Linked DNA regions of Capsicum annuum: region 2 is linked to region 1. The links are chromatin contacts, called in public Hi-C maps. All regions are on one chromosome and are shown on one strand. Each heading gives the region's core, a stretch centred on a gene start, on an enhancer-like site or on the middle of the called end of the contact. The rest is flanking DNA. Distances are from core to core; before and after follow the strand shown.

Region 1 (5,774 bases), core at 1,301-3,800:
ATACTTCTCAAGGGCATGACTGCTCAGTTCCTACTGCGACGCTGCTTCAAAGTACGTAGATCATAGTCTTACAGCAGCCGAGTTTCCTCTATTCTTTTTTTCCATCTGTTCCTCAAAAAAAGGGCAGCCCGGTGCACTACAGCTATTGCTATGTGCGGTGTCCAAGGAAGGGCCCCACCACAAGGGTGTATCGTATGCAGCCTTACCTTGCATTTCTGCCAGAGGCTATTTCCAAGGCTTGAACCCGTGACCTCCTGGTCACATGGCAGCAACTTTACCAGTTATTCCAAGGCTCCCCTTCAACGAAATGGAGACATGCCTTCAAACTATATGATTTGCAGAAGAAATCCTCAACTCTTACAGGGGCATGATTAAGTGTTTGTTTTATGGTTTATGATGCTTTTTCCCACATGTTAACCAATGTGATCACAATATAAGGACAATTAACGGAATATTAGACATTTTAATACACAATATTATTTGATTCTCTCTTATTACTGTAAACTCAATTTTTAGACATAGTCTGCAGTACTAATGGATGCTTAGCTATTAGATGCATATCCCATGATTGAGGTTCCTTCATCCTTGTTTTCCTTTTATTAAGTAAATCAATCTATTTCCTGGTGATCCAGCAGGTTGCTAGGTCCTATTGATTTTCACAACTGCATCGTGTGTTTCTCATAGTTATTGCATGAGTAACTACAACTTGAAGAAGTAATAGACATAGTCTGCAGTGGTATGTCTTGAGGAGACCAATACCGTTGCTTTTGATATTAGGTGTGTGTTTTAGAAGTTGAGAGTTAGTAATCTAGATGGGCATACTGCAGATGATTATGGATCTTTTCTTCTTCTTTTTGAAGTTTCCAACTTTTAAATTTCATATGATTTTTTTGAGATAATGGGAAAAATGGAGGACTTACCAGTATTACAAAGATATAAGCACCATCCGTACTCCATTTTTGACTTGAGGTATCGGGCAGATCTGTGTTCTGGATGGCTAGGCTATGCTCCTAAAATCCTGATATTCTCTGTACCAAAACAACTTTGGAGAACTGTGGAATGGCTGGTATCTTTAATTTCCTGCTGGTTTAATTGATTGTTTGCAGCTAGTATTTGAAGCAGATCCAACATCAGAAAATTATTAAATATAGATGATTTGAATGCTTGAAAGTGCCAAGATCAAGGAATACATTTTATTATGGGTGCACTGTTTTCTTGTTTTGACAAAGGTTAAGTGCTTAACATAATGTGTCTCCACCCTCTCCTGATCAGTGTCAGGTACCCAATAAATTGAATTCTTAGAGATTTACAGAATCACTTGAGAGTCGCAAACCATGGGAAGGGGGACAAAATGCTTCCTAACATGATTTGGAGGTTGAGGCAGTCCAGTTTGTAGAATAGTGTGCTATACTAAATCCAACATGCTGAACGTGAACCAGCTCTGTTTATATCAGTGATTCGAAGAGAGCGGAAAGGAAAATAAGTGACCGTTCCTTAATTTTGGTGTGTAATGCTTGTGCAACAAATTAGAATTTGCTGTCGTCTTAGAATTTTATCCATCTATTTCCTTTTCATTCGAAACTTTATTTTTTAAAATCCTTTTTAATTGAATAGCAGTTTGTCTTAGTTTCTTAATTGCAAACTAAGGTATAGCTTCTTTACTTTCATCAAATTTATATTGTCTTGCGTGTTACAGGTTGAACGTGGGCACACAGTACTTGTTCATGCTGCAGCAGGTGGAGTTGGCTCTCTATTGTGCCAATGGGCAAATACCCTTGGTGCTACAGTCATTGGGACTGTATCAACTAAAGAGAAGGCAATCCAAGCGAAAGATGACGGGTGTCATCATGTCATAATCTATAAGGAAGAGGATTTTGTCACTCGTGTCAATGAGATCACATCTGGCCAAGGAGTTGAAGTTGTCTATGATTCTGTTGGGAAAGATACATTTCAGGTATTGGCATTTAAATTCATTCTTTATCGCCAAGTTAGTCCCAATTCACACGAGCTTGCAGAAAAACAATTTCATCAGAATGGTGAAGTTTGTCATGTAGGTTTTGGGTTTGGATCTGACACAATTTCTTATTGGAAATTAAAATCTATTTTAAGACGATCACAACTTGCAAAATCCTTAACTGTAAACTAGCAATAAACCAGCTTTTCAGGGGGAAAATTGAATGCAACATCTTTAGCCTTTAAGAGAATGAACAAGAAAACTATGATGGGCAGAGACTTGGGTGACCTGTTCCTGAGTAGCCTTTGATTAAGAAACTTTTGTGATCAGGGATCATTAGACTGCTTAAAAACTTGTGGATTCATGGTGAGTTTCGGGCAATCATCTGGTTCGCCAGATCCAGTACCTTTATCAGCTCTTGCAGTGAAATCGCTCTTTCTGACAAGGCCTACCATGATGCATTACACCATTACGAGGGACGAACTACTGGAAACTGCTGGAGAGGTATTTGCAAACGCTGCATCAGGTGTTCTACGTGTCCGTGTCAATCATACTTACCCATTGTCTCAGGCGGCACAAGCACATGCTGACCTTGAGAGCAGGAAGACATCTGGATCAGTTGTACTGATTCCAGATGGTGCTCAGTAGTAATCTACTTTATGTACTGGCAACATGAAATGTATGAAAGGGCAAAGCGGACTTCAAGTTTGAGCTGAACCCTATCTCTGCTGATTTTCGCTTCTCATTGTGCTGCTATAGTGTGTTTTATTTGCCTGGTGTTGTACAGCATTGATGCTGTATTCGATTTCCAGCCTTCTGTAAGTGAATGAGCATCATATATTAGTTCCTTGAGGTTCTTCCCAGCTTAATCTGCGCCGTGATAGCTTATTTTGGCTCATAATCATTGGAAAATCATTGAGGTACATAGTTATTTTAGCGGTGACAATAGTTGTTATTTTTTTTATGGTGATTTGTAGTAGTTATTTGAATATATACTAACGAAGTCATCAAATGGTATAAAATAGTTTTCAAATGGTATAAATAAGGGCATGCAAACACTGGACGACTCCACACCAATTGAACTGAACGAAAATCTAACTCGAATTGTACGAAGACCAAAAATTTGCCTGCATCCTCAACGAGAAATTATAAAGTACCAACTATACGTGACGAGACAGCGGTATGGTCCTATGCAGGAGTGGTGTTATCAAACTTTTCACCTGTATTCATTCTTTAACAGGAAAGTCCAATTCAATATTAAATGCCTTATTTTAAAAAAATAAAATACACTTTAATCACACCTGTTCGATCCAACTTATCCACAAAAAAGACAAACAAATATATCCCCCACCAGTTCTCTTTATCGAATTTTCTCAACGAACAAATATTTTTCTCTTTCAACGTGCAATGTTAGTAGATTGTTTATAGATGAACAAAATGTAAAATAGAATGGGATAAATCAGGGGCATGAAATAAGAGAAAATGTCTTGTACAAACTCTGATCCTATTTTAGTTATGTTCAAATTTTAAATTTTGGTATGCAATTCTATGTGCATCTACATACCAGAATCACTGGATAAGTTTTCTGAGCAAATGACATGATAAAAAGTTTATGTAGATTCAAATTGTATATAAAGACATAAGAATGAAGAAATACCATGATTGTCACATAAGGAGACCTCGTAGCTCAATCATCAAGAGTAATATTCAGTGAGCCTGATCTGTTGCATTTGATCACTAAGTGTCATTTTTCACGAATTATGCACTAATGCAGATTCATAAACTAAGGAAGGAATATATTTGTTTGTGTCTGCACTCTTGCAGATTCATTTTTCATGAGTTATACAATTATAAATATCCAGTGTCCTAATCTGGTTGGAAAAATTTGACCAACAAAACTTAGAAAGCGATATATTTGTTTGTGTTGGGTGGAGCATGTTATATTAGGATGTGTTTTATTTTAAAAACGAAAAACGGTCAAAAATACCCTTGAACTATCTGAAATGGATCAAAAATACTCCTCTTTAGTTTTTTGACTCAAAAATACTCCTCCGTCAAATATTTGGCTCAAAAATATCCCCCCTTAACAAAATTTCACCAAAAAAAGCCACATAGCCATGTCACATCACCATCCACAGAAATTTCTTGTGCACGGGTCTGTTCAACTGTATATGTTCGATATAAGACAGAGACGCAGAAAGTTTCTTATGCACAAGTCTGTTCCTGTATTTGTTAGGATTTGCAAACAGAGCTGAGTTTTGTTTTTTTTTCCAAAAGAATGTCTCCAAATCTTCATACACAATTAGAAGAGCCACAAACTGTTGGTGAAATTACAATAAAACTACAATTGAAAATTATAATTGTCGGAAAAAATAGAATATCTTCTTCTTCTTCGGCTGAGGTGCGGATATCTCGCTCTCTTTAAGGAGATTCAAGCCCACTGCAGCAAAATATTTCTCCGGTCCAGCAGTAATTTCTTGACTTGTCCCCTCTAAGATATTATACAACCTTTCTCACAAAGAACAACTCAACAACTCTGGACAATAGTTGAGTTCAAAGCTCCACAAAAAGAACACCTCCCTTCAACTAATAAACTCTCTTTTTTACTAACTTTTGTGAACTCTCTATAATCTTGTGTGTAGCAAAATCATGCAAGACCACCTTTATTTATAGGAGAGAAAGTCTTCCATGCAATGAATAAGAATGAATGTGGGATAGTAAAGATAGAATATCAATGGATTAGAGGTTACAAGAGTTACATGAGTTATACCACATAAAGATAGGATAATGGTGGAATTAAGAATGAAAGTTACACGAGTTACATAAAACTTATGTCCACATTCTACCACCATTAATTATTGTGATTAAAGCCTCATAACGCAAATGAAATAGGAGTTACTGGAAGCTGAAAATTGCAGCCATGCACGTGGGTCCATTGCCAAATAATGGCATGAGAATGAAAGGATAATGCTGCATAAACTGAACAAAGAAACGGACCATGCAGCAAAACAAAACTCCCACTTTGTTCGACTAAAACTAGTTGTTACAATGAAGAATTAGACAGTAAACAAATATTAAAATTAATATTAAAATGCCCATAAAACACCAATCCTCACTCATTTTAATATTAATATAAGAGAGTCCACTAATTGAAGGAAGACTACCATGCATAATAAAGTTGTGCTCTGCATTGAACCTCCACTTAGTAAAACAGTATTTTTTACTTCAAAGTCATAGTGGTCTCAGACTTGAACTTTGACTGCTGAAGGAAAATAAAAAGTTATTGCTTACACATAATAGTCAAGATGACATGAGCTTTATATCCAACAATTACGTCCATGTGCTATCCCGGTTTCATGAGTGTTTTTTGAGAATGAGCCTGATTCTCATAGAAAGTGGCCTACCTCCACACTCACATAGGTTAAATCCGCCGAGAGTGCTCCTGTAATCTTAGCACCCCACTCATAAGAGCTACAGATTTTCATTAAGAATTTTTTAAAAACTCAACCTCACAATCATTACAGGTAAATACACTCACATCATAGGGAGGGATAAATAAAAATAGTGCATTTTTTCACAACAAGTCATTATGTGATTCGTTTTTCTCATTGAACCTGGTTATAGGATCTCTAGTCCCCAGGTTGGGTTTCCTCACATATGACTCAAGATTCAATAGGCTTCAATCCCATCCCCTCGATGTGCTCTGTACCTTTTCTCTTGCTAAGGCCTTAGTCAATAGATCTGCAAGATTATGACAAGATTGACATAATCAACATTAATGATAGCATTTGTCAAATATGATCTCACATTACTGTGTTTT
Region 2 (5,774 bases), core at 1,690-4,189, 250 kb before region 1:
CATATCTAGTGGCTCCTAAATTAAACCACCATTCATTTGGATATCCAACTAGATTGCTTTCAGTGATTATATCACATAGATTTTCAAATTTTCTAGTTGTTTCCAACATGTTTATCTAATCTCTTTTCTTGTCCAGAAGATTTCTTCATCTTCTTATTATTTGGAGCATCATCCTTAACTGGATTTGCAACCATCATTGATGATTTTTCATTCAACTCATTATCCCCGTCTATCTTGGAATGAATCAAAAGATCTTTCAAATCAGACAATTGATTTTCAACCATTATTATTATTATTATTATTATTATTATTATTTAAGAATATGAGGATCTATACTTGTGAACATTTGCATTGCAAGTTTGGTCAGTCAAAATGACATCACTTGCTGCCATTCTTTGAAGTTCACACCAAAATATTTTTCTATTTCTTTGTCATTTTCATTGCTAGAGCAATACCTGAACGACTTAATGACACAACATTGGTAGTCGTTGGGACAGTACCATTCACAACCAAATCAATTTATTGTTCAGTTTCATTCGTCATTTTCTTGTCAATCTTTGACATACTCTTTAGTATTTCAGAATATTAACAATAAAGAATTTAATCTTTAGCCAAATTATTTCTAATAAATGATGAAGTTTTTATATCTTAAAATCATCAACCGAATGAACTATGAAACATAACGAAGTTTTTATGACTTCAAATCATAATCAAAATCAAACAGAGTGAAATTCCACAGATTTTAAACTCCAGAAACCAATACAAAGATCTTAACGAATCGGTGAAGTTTTTATATTTTTCGAACCAAATTCTCATACTGATTTCTCGATGAAGTTTTTATATTCTTCTAATAGAGGGAGTAGAAATCAAAAGATTTTAGTCTCTACAAAATCAAACCCAATACAGATTAATCAAATACTTGATTTATAAATGGCGATAAATTTGTTTTTCCTTCACCAAACAAACACAAAAAATAAATATTTTTATACTTTCCTTAATGTTGTTTTTCTCATTTTTGATAAAATCTGTATTTTTCAATAATAACTTCAAACACATGTTCAAATTAACATATGAAGAATCAAATGAAGTTTTAACTCTGTTTTACAACTTTGAACTTTTAACAATAAGTTCAACCCAACTTATGAACATCAACAAAATGAAGTTCAAACTATTTTCTAGAAAATAGCAAAACCAAATGTTAAGAATTCAACACAAGTTCAATCAATTTATGAACTATCAAAATGAAGTTTAAAGAACTTCAAACACAAGTTCAAAAGGTTGAAGAACTATCAATATGAAGTTTAACTATTTACTGCAAAAACAATAAACGAAATAATACAGATTAGTAATACTATTTCCTTAAGATTGTTATTTTTTCGAGTACACAAAATCTGTATTTTCACAACACTACTTCAACACAAGTTCAAGAATAAACCAAGAACACTTATGACGTTGTCCAACACCTTCAACACAAGATCAAAATGATCTTTCAAAGAAGTATGTTTTCAATTTCTTAAAGAAAAATAGATGAAGCAGAAAAACCCAAGTCCTCCGAATTCACAGAGTGTCCTTAAGGAAACAATTCCCCTCAAGTACCCAAGGTTGCGGAATTTTTCTCCCAGGATAAAATGGCTTCACAACCAAAATGTAGCGGTACCTCAAACTTTCTGATTTTCTTCGAACTCACTCAACGGGAGATGATTACATAGAATTTTTGGAAGCAAGAGAATATTTTTCTTATGCAGAAATTTTTCATACTTAACCTGTTGAAAAGATGCAGGTTTATATAGCCATAAAGTGCCCCTTCCGAAAGGTGGCAATGATTCATCCGAAAAGGTGTATCCTTTGAAAGTGTCATGTTTGTTCATTCGAAACATTGTATCTTTTTTCTGAACAAACACAACTATTCGAACAGTCACTTCTTTTCCAAAACAATGTGTCGTTTTCTCAAAGGGTTGTGTCCCTCCATTTTTCATTCACACAAATTGAACCCAACATATATTTCATTTAATCTGATAAAGTATTTTTAAATCTATATAAACCATCAGGGAGAAACATTCCAGGGGCGGACCTATGTTGTATTTTGGGGTTCTCTGGCACCTACTAAACTCGACGTGAAATAGGTATAATTACATAGAAAATATATGAAAATATGTACAAAACATATGAAAGCACCTACTATAATAGAAAGTTGGTTGGGTGCATTGGAATTTGGGTTGATGTTAAGGTCCTTGGTCCCGAGTTCAAACCTCATTAAGTTTTTTTAATTTTTTAAGCACTCACTATCCCTAAATCCTAATTACGCAACACACATTCTCATAGTAATACTAAAAGTTGTTTCTTATCGAAGGAAGAAAAGAGACTTAAAAAGAGGATCCTAAAGCTTTAACTCTTTCTATTAAAGTGGGATCCAAGATCCACTAGCCAAGTGAAATCTTAGACAAAAGATTGTTGGACGGAGATGTTTTTTCTTTGGATATAGAAATTCTGATTTGTGGTTTTGACAAAGGGTGATTTTAAAGTTTGAAGAATATTTTGGCTAGTCAAAAAATTGTGAAGTTACTAGCCCACCCTTACTAAATGCATTAATTATGAAAATGCCATCAAAAAATTTGTGCCAATTTCATTTGTATTAATTAATTAAAGCCATACTAAGTCAAAATCGGGCAACCACCAGAGTTATAGTTGGCATAGTGGTTCAGCGCTATGTCCCTTGAGCAAGAGGTCGGGAGTTCGATCTTCCCTAATGCAAAATGCGCTAACGAAGAATTAGTCTCACGGTTGCCGGCTGTGGGATATCTTGGGCAAAAAAAAAAAAAAAAGTCAAAATCGGGCAATATTCTATTTTTTTTTTTTTTAAGCAACAAAACACGTGTGAAAGGAAACGGACGAACCACGATACTTGGATTACAAAAGGCCGAAAAGAAAAAAAAGAGGAAAGAAGTGAATATAACGGCACTAACCTATATTAACGTCCGTAGGAAATGAAGCAATCTTATTGGCTGGGAATCCATCACCACAATTTCCTGTCTTGTACGCGTACGTACAACTATATATATATATATACATACATACATACGTATTCTTTAACCCCCTTCTATTGACTCCATTACTTCATTAGCAAGTTTTGGGGCCCATATAATCTCTTCATCTTTTCTGATTTCTTCCAGTTTCCCCCTAAATTGCATAAAAACTAGGGTTATCCTTAACAATTTGAACTTCTTTTGTATCGGAATCAAGAAAAGGACCCATCATTTTTTACTGTGTATTTCACATATTCTTGGACCAAATTGGAAGAATTTTCTTGATATCCAGAATGACAATTTTGAGAATTTTCATATTCTTGGTGCTGTTTACCGTCGCCATTGGTAACGAAAATCTCAACTCCCATGTCTTTCCTAGGCCATTAATTATCGAGTATCCCGAAAATAATGAACCCCAGTATTACAAGGATGATGAGGTTCAGTTGAAGTGTACGAGTTGGAGGTTTGCTGTTGAAGCTAATAATTTAAGCCCATGGAAGACTGTTCCAGAGGAATGTGCTCACTATGTCAGGCAATACATTGTGGGTCCAGGTTATAACATGGACATTGACAGGGTTTCTGATGAAGCTGTAGCTTTTGCGAATAGTGTGAATTTGGGAGCTGATGCAAAAGATGTGTGGGTTTTCGATGTTGATGAAACCTTGCTTTCTAATCTTCCCTATTATGCTGATCATGGTTATGGGTATGATTCTTCACTATTTCGTTTTTATTTTTTGTTATATTTACTTCCTTATTGGTACCCTTACACGTCTTTGTTTACTCGTAAAAGTTATAGTTGAATTTATTAGTGGTTTAAGGGCATGTGAGTTAAATTGATGATCTAGTAAATGAAATAAGAACGAAAGAAATGGCAACAAAAGTAAGCTGGATGAATATAGGAGCACGAAATTGATCTAGCCGTGTATGCCGCCCAAGGGTGTGGCCTAGTGGTCAATGAAGTGGATTGAGAACCTGAGGTCTCAAGTTCATATCCCAGCAGAGACAAAAAAATACTAGGGGATTCTTCCCATCCATCCTAGCCTTGGTGGACAGGTTACCTGGTATCTATTGCTAACCTTGGTGTTGCTGGTGGGAGGTGTCACGTATCCCGTGGATTTAGTCGAGGTGCATGAAAGTTGGCCCAGATACCACGGTTATAAAAAAATTTTTGATCCAGCGGTGTATTGGATCTTGATAATTGGGCCTTAATGGCCTAAGTACAACTTATCCAGAATAGTTTAAGAATTGGGAAGCTAATGAACTCTTGCTTAAAGAGATAGTATGAGTATACAATGTATGAATCGAAATTTGGGGCCACATAGATGACTAGTGGACTATTTATAGAGAACAAACTAGGGAACTAATTGCATAGGGTTCACCCCTCTCATAGTCTTCCACTTGATCACTAACTCTGCTGTAGCGTACTGACTGGCGAAAATCTCAACCTTTGTCGTGATTTTGGGGTTGATGAACATATCTTATCTTTATCATCGGTTATTGTCTCTATCTCTGGATCTTACCCTTTCGGAGCTAGACGAGCTATGCTGGTGAGGCACTGGTCTCGACATTGTGGATTCCGGAGTCTCTTTGGGATTGAACTTTGTTCCTTGATTCGAGCCTCGGGGATGTTTGTTCAACACTTCCTAATCGGTCCCTCATGATCAGATGCGTGTGCACGTGACACCATGTCATTCTTCCACCTGGACTGAAGCTCCCACCCCATAGATTCTTAAACCTATCTTACTGAAAAATTTTCCTATTCAGTCAAAATCCATTATGTAAAATGAGATACATTGACTATCACTTTTGCTAATTTCCATTTTGAAGGGGATTTTTCCTGTTTTACTTAGAGTTGGTTCTGCTTCTGAAAAATCTTCGTATTATCAAAGCAGAAACGTGAGTGGGTTCGGGAGAGTGGGTCAGACATATATGTACACAATTGACAGTACATAGACACAAGTGAAGCACCATAAATTTCGCCCAACATGATCACGAACGAAGACAGAGAATTGCGTAGATAGGAGGACGAAACGAACCAACCCACTTGTCCTGATCAGAAGTGTGACTAATTTATTAAATGAAATTTAAAATCAACAGGCAGTATTTTGAAAATAACTTCTCCACCAACAATAAAGTTTCTTTATGTACCATCAAAAAATGTGGTGCAGTGACTGTATGAGATATTACTGTTCATGAGATTTCCTTTTTTGGCATCATACTATGTATAATACTAAGCTAGTGGTGGTTTGTGTTGACCTCTATGTTGCAGATTGGAGATATTTGATAGTATGGAATTCGATAAATGGGTTGAGACGGGAATGGCGCCAGCCTTAGGGTCCAGTTTGAAGCTTTATCAAGAAGTTCTGAGTCTGGGATTCAAAGTTTTCTTGCTAACTGGGCGCAGCGAAAGACACAGAAATGTTACAGTGGAGAATTTAATGAATGCTGGATTTCACGATTGGGACAAGCTCATTCTGAGGTGAGTAAATTACTATGATTTTATGAACAAAGTTTGTTGATTTCATTCCTGGTGATAAAAATGGAAAACTTACAGGAAACAGTAAACATTCAGAATGAAATTTGTCTAATGTTTGTTCTGTGTCCTATGAAGATGCTTTGAAACATTCCATAACAGTTTTTGCGAATCATGCCATTGCTAATCCCGTATTTAGTTTCCGTTTTTATCTTACTAAGACTTGATATGTATGAAGGCACATTATTACTTTTCTCGGAAGGATCACACAAGTCCAT

The links. A called contact is a pair of places that touch in the nucleus more often than the background predicts.
Region 2: a Hi-C map of leaf shows a contact between it and region 1, with 1.7 times the contacts expected there. The contact joins the promoter of LOC107873378 here to the enhancer-like site in region 1. A contact is called at or near these places in 2 of 5 Hi-C or Micro-C datasets (leaf and placenta).

Annotation. Positions count from the first base shown.
Region 1 is chr6:64,853,902-64,859,675 of UCD10Xv1.1, reverse strand. It overlaps LOC107873377 (quinone oxidoreductase), which reads left to right. Exons shown (of 5, transcript XM_016720214.2): 3 at 1-51; 4 at 1,697-1,954; 5 at 2,285-2,823. The coding sequence ends at 2,602. Among protein-coding and RNA genes, the nearest start is that of LOC107873377, 15 kb to the left of the region's middle. Within about 2 kb of position 2,550, at least 2 of the 5 cell types and tissues checked have an H3K27ac peak or open chromatin away from gene starts, as enhancers often do. A contact at or near this core is called in leaf, where this site is marked.
Region 2 is chr6:65,106,703-65,112,476 of UCD10Xv1.1, reverse strand. LOC107873378 (acid phosphatase 1) reads left to right here and starts at 2,939. Exons shown (of 3, transcript XM_016720215.2): 1 at 2,939-3,726; 2 at 5,293-5,502. The coding sequence starts at 3,317.